3 separate regions of the Sus scrofa genome follow, and all the other regions are linked to region 1. Evidence: chromatin contacts called from public HiChIP or PLAC-seq data. All regions are on one chromosome and are shown on one strand. Each heading gives the region's core, a stretch centred on a gene start, on an enhancer-like site or on the middle of the called end of the contact. The rest is flanking DNA. Distances are from core to core; before and after follow the strand shown.

Evidence for each region. HiChIP or PLAC-seq counts read pairs in DNA pulled down with a chosen protein or histone mark.
Region 2: an H3K27ac HiChIP or PLAC-seq map of skeletal muscle shows a contact between it and region 1. The contact joins two enhancer-like sites. A contact is called at or near these places in 3 of 47 Hi-C or Micro-C datasets (psoas muscle and skeletal muscle) and 1 of 2 datasets of contacts at active chromatin or transcription factors (skeletal muscle).
Region 3: an H3K27ac HiChIP or PLAC-seq map of skeletal muscle shows a contact between it and region 1. The contact joins two enhancer-like sites. A contact is called at or near these places in 1 of 47 Hi-C or Micro-C datasets (retroperitoneal adipose tissue) and 1 of 2 datasets of contacts at active chromatin or transcription factors (skeletal muscle).

The regions. Positions count from the first base shown.
Region 1 is chr1:52,902,962-52,905,661 of Sscrofa11.1, forward strand. All of the region lies in intron 11 of KCNQ5 (potassium voltage-gated channel subfamily KQT member 5), which reads left to right. Among named protein-coding and RNA genes, the nearest start is that of DPPA5, 83 kb to the right of the region's middle. Within about 2 kb of position 1,375, at least 20 of the 83 cell types and tissues checked have an H3K27ac peak or open chromatin away from gene starts, as enhancers often do. A contact at or near this core is called in skeletal muscle, where this site is marked.
Region 2 is chr1:52,716,650-52,719,431 of Sscrofa11.1, forward strand. The region is part of intron 1 of KCNQ5 (potassium voltage-gated channel subfamily KQT member 5); the gene reads left to right. Among named protein-coding and RNA genes, the nearest start is that of DPPA5, 270 kb to the right of the region's middle. Within about 2 kb of position 1,447, at least 3 of the 83 cell types and tissues checked have an H3K27ac peak or open chromatin away from gene starts, as enhancers often do. A contact at or near this core is called in skeletal muscle, where this site is marked.
Region 3 is chr1:52,687,383-52,690,082 of Sscrofa11.1, forward strand. The region is part of intron 1 of KCNQ5 (potassium voltage-gated channel subfamily KQT member 5); the gene reads left to right. Among named protein-coding and RNA genes, the nearest start is that of KCNQ5, 250 kb to the left of the region's middle. Within about 2 kb of position 1,374, at least 3 of the 83 cell types and tissues checked have an H3K27ac peak or open chromatin away from gene starts, as enhancers often do. A contact at or near this core is called in skeletal muscle, where this site is marked.

The DNA of each region.
Region 1 (2,700 bases), core at 125-2,624:
CGGATCCCGAGTTGCTATGGCTCTGGTGTAGGCCAGTGGCTACAGCTCCGATTCGACCCCTAGCCTGGGAACCTCCATATGCCACAGGAGCGGCCCAAAGAAATAACAAAAAAAAAAAAAAAAAAAAAAAGACAAAAATAAATTAAAAAAAAAAAACCAAAACTATCTTTGTTTTCTTTTTGAAATTATTTTCCAAAGATAACTCCCCTAGTATAAAAGTAAAAGATTGCTGATTTTTAATTTTTTTAATTTTTTTTCTTACCATAAAACTTCATTCTGGAGTTCCTGTTGTGACGCAGTGGAAACAAACCCAACTAGGAACCACGAGGTTGCAGGTTCGATCCCTGGCCTTTCTCAGTGGGTTAAGGATCTGGTGTTGCCATGAGCTGTGGTGTAGGTCACAGATGCGGCTCAGATCCTGCTTTGCTGTGGCTGTGGTGTAGGCCAGCAGCTGTAGCTTTGATTCGACCCCTAGCCTGGGAACCTCCATATGCCTTGGGTGTGGTCCCAAAAAGCAAAAAAAAAAAAAACCTTTGTTCTGACTTAGATTGTCACTAGCAAAGGTCACAGTGTACCAGATTCACCGCAGTTTGGTTAGTATTAATTATTATTCTTTTGCTATTAAATAGATGTAAGTCCATACTTTCAAATTATTTTAATTTTTTTTTAATTTCTAGTTAGGTTGAAAAGTTTTCTATCATTTTTTTCTTTTTTTTGCTACTGGTGGTCTTCCCTGACTGATTTATTTTTACATTTATATTTTGAATTGTGATCCGTTCAAATAAGCTTTTTATATTTTATAAATATTAAGCTTTTCCTTATGTTTCTATTTTTTCCTAATCAGGTATTTTCTTTTACATTGTAATTTAGCTATATCAGGTAGTAACATTTTTCTGTCTTTGTGACCAAAACTGTCAGCTGTTTCCTTTATAATTCCTCCTAATGACCCAAACGGCAGGACATTACCATTCCTCCGCAGACAAAACAAATGTTTTCTGCTCAGTTTTGACAATTTGATTTATTTTGGTCTCTGAACATGCAAGCTTCTTGGATGGAAAAACAGTTCAAAGAGAACAGAGTCACAGCCTGAAGAGCAGGGTGTCAGGTGGCTGAGGGATAGAAAACAGTGGCTGGAATTCAGAAACCTGAGGCCCCAAGGTTGAGCAAAAAAGGTGATGAAACCTTGTTCCCAAGGCACTAGTTTGTAAGGAATTTCTTTTTCTGCCTTTTATGATGTATTTCCTGTCGTCCTGGGAAGCACCTACAAGTGTCTCAGATTGTGCAAAATATACTTGTGGTATGAAGGGAAACGGGGGGAATTAGTTTAAGTCCTATGGCAGATGAGTCACACACATACCTCGGTTCTGGCTGGGAGAAACAGAGGCACCATTTTCCACTTACAGTCAATGGTCCTTGGCTGCATATGAATTCCTAGGGGAAGCTTCCTCTGGGAAAACTCTGAGGCCTACCTTCCAGCTTGTCCTGGGTATTGAGATTTTTTTAAATGCTCCCCAGGTGATTCTAACGGCCAGCTAAGGTTGAAAACCATTCTAATCATTTTGTCAAGAAATGTAAAAAGAAATCTAATCTATAAGAGCAGGTGACCAAGAACATGAACTAGAAACTACCTGTCCTTTTTTCCTAAGCACTTGCATCTTGACAGCCAAATTTGTAGTGGAAAAAGAAAAACAGTCTTTGGACATAGCAGAAGTTTCCAGAATGTTCTCTTTATCATGTAAGGTCCAAGTAGTTCTTTCCAAAAACTATGGAATAGGGTTTCCAAAATCAAGAGAAACAAAGCTCAAGATTTGAAAGTAGATCCTGAACACTGCTAATTAATAGAAGACAGAGCCAGTTGGGGGAGTCAAAGGATTGTATTTTATTATTATTTTTATTAAAGTATAGTTGATTTACAATGTTCTGTCAGGTCCTGCTCAGACTGTATTTTAAACTTCTTCTCCTCCAAGCACAGACTGTGCGTGCACTGGGCAGTCCCACTGGTCGTGGGAGGCTTGCCCACAGGGAGCTGGGCTTTGGGGAGCACCTCACCCCATTGGCACACTGCCCTTCATGACGGCTTTTGCAGATCAGTGCTCACATAAGCTTATGTTCCCATGACCCACATTTCCCAAAATGCCAGGGCAGAGGGCCAGCAGTGTGGTCGGAGAGCACAGAGCCAGCCTTGGCTGAAAGCGTAGCCCCACCCAGGTGCCTCAGAGTTCACAGAGGGTTTTAAGCCTCTAGGAATCACGAGAAAGACATTTAACATGTTGTTAGCCTCACTGGAAACGATATCGATATCTCCAGATACTTAAAAACAGAAAGATAGCATTTTTCCCCATTTTTGTGGCTTTGAAATAAGACGTTCTCTGACTCAGCCCTTGCTTCAGTACATCAGCAAAGACATATGTCCTATTAGTTTGCTCTGACCCAGCTTACAAAAAAAAAAAAAAATATTTTTAAAAACTGAGAGGAGCTTAATTTATGTCTTGAATAATTAAGTTATAGGATATAATGAAATTCCCTAAGAGGCATTTGGATCAGTGACGCCCATCTTCTGCCCAGCCTGTTCCTAAACAAGATGAAGAGACTCAAGGTCTTTCTGGGTAGCAGGACGGAGGAAAGGGTTCAGTGTTCAGCCGGGAGAAAACGGCCTTGTAATCTCTTGGGATGTTCCAGTTCCACTTACAGTCAGTGTGC
Region 2 (2,782 bases), core at 197-2,696, 190 kb before region 1:
AACCATCTTTCATAGACTCTATTGTCACGTATGGCACATCAGTATTAGCATGCATGAAGAATCATCTCGATACGTTTGCATGTAAATCCTTAAAAAGCCATTGAGTTAATAGCCATGCACAACAATTGTAAATCAATGACACCTCTCAGATGAGTGCTCCTTTTTTTTTTATTTTGTCTTTTTGTCTTTTCTAGGGCCGCCCCTGCAGCATATGGAGGTTCCCAGGCTAGGGGTCGAATCGAAGCTGTAGCCATCGGCCTACACCACCACAGCCACAGCAATGTCAGATCCCTAACCCACGGAGCAAGGCCAGGGATCAAACCCACAACCTCATGGTTCCTAGTTGGATTCGTTAACCACTGAGCCACAACGGGAACTCCCCTAGTGCTCCATTTTTAACAAGTCATTTGATGATCCATTAAAAGGAATAAAAATAATGTAATTGGCATAGATGAGATTAGCGCCTTTCCGATTCATTTTACAAGATAGATATACCTTTTAAAGTCAGCACCACCATTAAATAATATCATACACTTTCATTCCTGGAAGAACAGTTTGGGCTGGAAAACATAGCTGAGATACAAGCAAAGCAAGACATTGCATATTTAATAGGTTATGAGCCATTTTACTTCAATAGAAATGTTACCTCTTGATTTGGAAACATTTTGTATCCATTTGTAAAAAGAGTGGAAATAAATCAAAAGCCCAGAGATATTTTGCATAACTTTGGATTTAACTAGTCCTTCTGAGAAACTAAACACACATGTTTTTTCCTTGCCTAAACATCTATTAGATTGAATTGGGAAAGCAGGGAGAAATGGAAATAAATATGGACTGGCAAAGTGCTTGATCTTGCTGTTAACTGTATTTCAACTACAAAGCTACTTGCTGGGAGTTCCCATTGTGGCTCAGTGGTTAACGAATCCAGCTAGGAAACATGAAGTCGCAGGTTTGATCCCTGGCCTTGCTTGGTGGGTTAAGGATCCGTCATTGCCCTGAGCTGTGGTGTAGGTTGGGGACGAGGTTTGGATCCCTTGTTGCTATGGCTGTGGCGTAGGCTGGCAGCTACAGCTCCAATTAGACTCCTAGCCTGGGAACCTCCATGTGCTGCCAGTGCAGCCTTAGAAAAGGCAAAAAGACAAAAAAATAAATAAATAATAATAATAAATAGAGCTACTTGCATATGGAAATCTTAAAGTATTTAAAATACATGTGTCTCATTTACAACATATGGGGAGGAAGATTCCTTTCTCTCATTTTCTCTGAGTGAAAATGAAGCACAGCCAGGTTTATGCCAAGTCCCACAATGAGTTGTGTCATCATGCCCCATCTCTGGACTTGGAGCCTGCTGGCCTTCCACCAAGACCAAGTATCAGGACTCTTCATGTCCCTAGGTTATGCTCTTTGGCTTTCCCATCAGTGACTATTTTCACTACATCACCAGATGACTAACATCCAGAGTAGCCTTTGAACCTCAATATAAACTGCAACTATCAGCGAGTTGTCAGGGCCTTGTACCTAGGTTCTCATGGAGCATAATTAATAATAACAGTGTCCAGAGGGAAAAAAGTGAAATTTTGAAACTAATAAATATACCCATTTGACATGCTGTTTCTCCAGAGCTTTGAACATGAAATAGGCATTATTTCACACTGCAAATCTGAGGTCAGGCAGTTTTTTGTTGTTATTGCTGTTTTGCTTTTTAGGGCCACACTCCTGGCATATGGAAGTTCCCCGGCTAGGGGTCAAATCGTAGCTCTAGCTGCTGGCCTATACCATAGCTACAGCAATGCCAGATCCCTGACTCACTGAGCAAGGCCAGTGATAAAACCCACATCCTCATAGATACTAGTCAGATTCATTTCCACTGAACCACAATGGGAACTCCCCAAGCAGTTTTTAATTTACTCTTTTGACTCTAAGTTGGGTGGGAAAGTTTGGAGCATCTAAAACTGTCATCATCAAATAATATTTATTACACAGTATATTACATAGAAGAAGGGCAGGGTTGGGACTGGTAAACATAACTGAGATACAAGACTTCTTGCATACTTAATAGGTCATGAACTTATTATGTACTGTCTTGGGATATCCAAAGGTCAGTGAAGTATCTCGAATGAAACATCATTGAAAAGATTAAAGGGTTTCTCTTTGTAAATATGAAATCCTGATAGATACAACTACACCTCATCCAGAAACATTATGTCTGTCTGTCGGCACTTCAAGGTGCAAAAAATGCAGCTTATCTTTTAAGGAGGCCCCATGGCATACGTCTCTGTTTATCAGTATGTCCACCTATGATAGCCACATTTATTTGTCACATATTAAATAATGAGATTTATCATTACAGCCACAGAGGACAGGTCTACTTAGAAAGTTACATAGATAAGTTACATGGAGATAATTTGCTTTTGTCTTATGGTATAATGCTTTAACTAGAACTTTGGCTTCTTTACTATTTAAATATAGTAAAAACATAAATAACCGTCCAAAAAAAAAAAAAACTTCATAAAAGTCCTAAGGGTCCAATTATATGATGTTATGGTGCCAACATGCTGGGGTTTTCCCAGAACACCAAAAAAAAAATCAGTTAAGGTAGCACCTCATCAGTTTAAAACGCAATTATCAACTTTCTCCACTATATTGGGGTCAAATTTCATGATCAGATGCTTAATTTTAAAATAATTGCTCCACTGAAATTTGATTACCAATACCAGAAATTTGAAGAAAAGTGTTAAGGTTCCTTGAGGTCATTGTTCTTAGATTAAAAAGAAAAAAAATG
Region 3 (2,700 bases), core at 124-2,623, 220 kb before region 1:
CACAAACGTTGACAGATTAAGCTTGGATGGGATCCAAAATACCATCACTGAAAATAATTACTTGGGGGAATTATAGGTTACTGGCAACATAGGGCTATGCACATAGAAGGCAAATAAAAAAGATTTAATGGGTTTATTAATGCATAACTTTTTCATAATGAGCATGAATGGATTAGATCTGTTTACTAAGTTTATAGAGACTTCCACTTGGAATTCGAGCTTTCCATCACCTTGTTAATCCAGGGTCCCTCTGGCTTAGTTTCAGAGTGTTTTGTGACTTCCAAGGACAGGAAACAAGTAATTTCCTTTATACTGAGTTTATCAGAGAAGTTTGTAGTCTTATATGATGCAGAATGCTCAGATTCATCATCATACCCATACGGGTGTAAATTCAAGTCATGGAACCCCTCAGCTTGGCAGCCGCATGCCAGCTGTCAAGCTTTTCTGAATCCGATGCATACTTCTGCATTCTTATTTCATGATCTATGCTTCAAGCTTAATTTAATGTAGATAAATATTTGGGATATTAGCTGCAATCTGAAATTCCAGGTGTGTTTTTCCACCTTCTCTTTTCTCACCCTGGGGGGTTTCAATTTGATTTTTAATAAGTAACATTGATGATGTCCAACAAGCTTGGGGAACTCTAAGTTCATTCCCTGCAATAAAATTATAGAAATTCAGACCTAGACTTGATCTGCAGGGCCACCAGATCATCATGAGATTTGAGGAATAGGTGTCAACTTTATTGAGAGCTCCCCATCATGTTTCTTAAGAACCAGTGGGAGACAGGTGGTGACAAGGGTTGTGTGTGTGTCCATGGGTCCACTAAGCGCTGTCACTGGAAAATTAATATAAAGTATGTCACATATATCTATAGGTGTTTTTCAAAGGTGTCCAGATGCTGTTGTGATTAGAAAAACTCATTCAAAAGCATTACTGAATCTGAGTCTCGTTTTGTCATGTGCTTTCCCAACTAACAGTTGCATAAAGTCCAGCTGCCCTCATGTAGAGCCTTTGGACATTTTAAACAGGGTCCTTGTACTTGAAGGTCAAAGACTTGGCATATAGCGACTTGGAACTGAGAAACCATGGCATGTCCAGATGGCATTCAGAGAGGTTACAAACTCAGTCCAAGCTGGAGAAGGTGGCAGTGAGGAACTTCATAAAACAGAATAATAAACGTACTAGAGAAAACTTAGGAAGGATACACAGGCTCGTTTTATTGGTGAGGGAAAAGGAAACAGGATAATTTTTCAGCCTGCAAATGTGTTCATTTGTTTTATTACCAGAAGTAGGTGCTTCAGGGATTGGGTTGTCAAGGCTCAGCAGAGGGGCTCTCTTTTGGCACTAGGTCACGTGTGTGAATTTAACCTTCAGTGCCAAAGAGGGAGGTGGGGGAGAGAGCTGGTCTCCCATTTGGAAGCCCCAGTTTCCCACAGACACAGCTGCCATGCCGCTGGGCTCTCTTTTCCCCTATTTTAAGTGTGAAAATACAAAGATAAAGCATAGTGAAAGCAAGTTTTAAAAAAGTAAAATAAAAGAGGAAAACTCCCAGTGCAATGATAAAAGAAGAAGCCAGGCTTTAAAGAGCTAAGGGATAAATCTTGGTTTCTTTACCAAAAAGGAGAGGGTTTTATGAGCATAAGTTGGGGGGAGGCGTGGCTTTCCAGCCAGTGGTGGCCCCAGGAGAGCCCTTGGCTGACTCTCTACCCTCAGGCTCCAGCCAGGGACTTGGGCAGCTTTGGACTTCTATACCTGCAAAGTGGTTGCGGGAACTTTTGGAGTCATGCCTGCTCAGCAGATCTTGTGGTCAAAAGAAGCAGGCAAAACCCAGGCCAAGTAAACACTCCTGGCTGGCTGTCTCTAGCTTGTTCACCCCACTCATTGGAGGATGTTGTCTTTTCTGTGGCTCTGCCTTTTCACAAAAAGATGTGGGGAGGAACGTTACAAGAATAACATAAGAACCAGAAAATAGAACCTATTAATTTTAAAAAGGTAAAGGAGCTGGCGTTATTTAGTCAAGAGAAGAGAGGCCAAAGGAACAACTTAATAAAGGCTTTGCTTTTAGTTAAAAAAAAAAAAAAATCAGCCTAAAAATGCAGATCTTTTTTTTTTTTTTTTCCAAAAAGGCAAAGTAAGAAGTGGCCAGAGTTGTCAGCATCATGTATTTAGGTTAGGCACAAGGAAGAACTTCTAGGCTACAGAGATGTCTGTTCTAATTAAAAAGGGTCAAGAGCTTGGCTGGTTATGATACAGTCTGCCTTCAAAGATGGTTTGCCTCTTACTTTAAAAAGATTACATAAAATTTGATTCTTTGCTCCCAAATAAAAAGGTCCACCTTTTTTGCTTTCGCTTGTCTAAAAAAAACGATCACATGGAATCAGAAAAACAGATCAAATGACTTCCATATTGAGTAATTTTCCTGAATTCCCCTAAAAAAGTATTCCTTAAATGTCTCTGAAAATAGCAGATTCTATCTTAGGTATTTAAATCTTAGAAAACATTATTTCTTTAAAATAATGTTTAGGAGTTCCCGTCGTGGCGCAGTGGTTAACGAATCCAACTAGGAACCATGAGGTTGCGGGTTCGGTCCCTGCCCTTGCTCAGTGGGTTGACGATCCAGCGTTGCCGTGAGCTGTGGTGCAGGTTGCAGACGCGGCTCGGATCCCGTGTTGCTGTGGCTCTGGTGTAGGCTGGTGG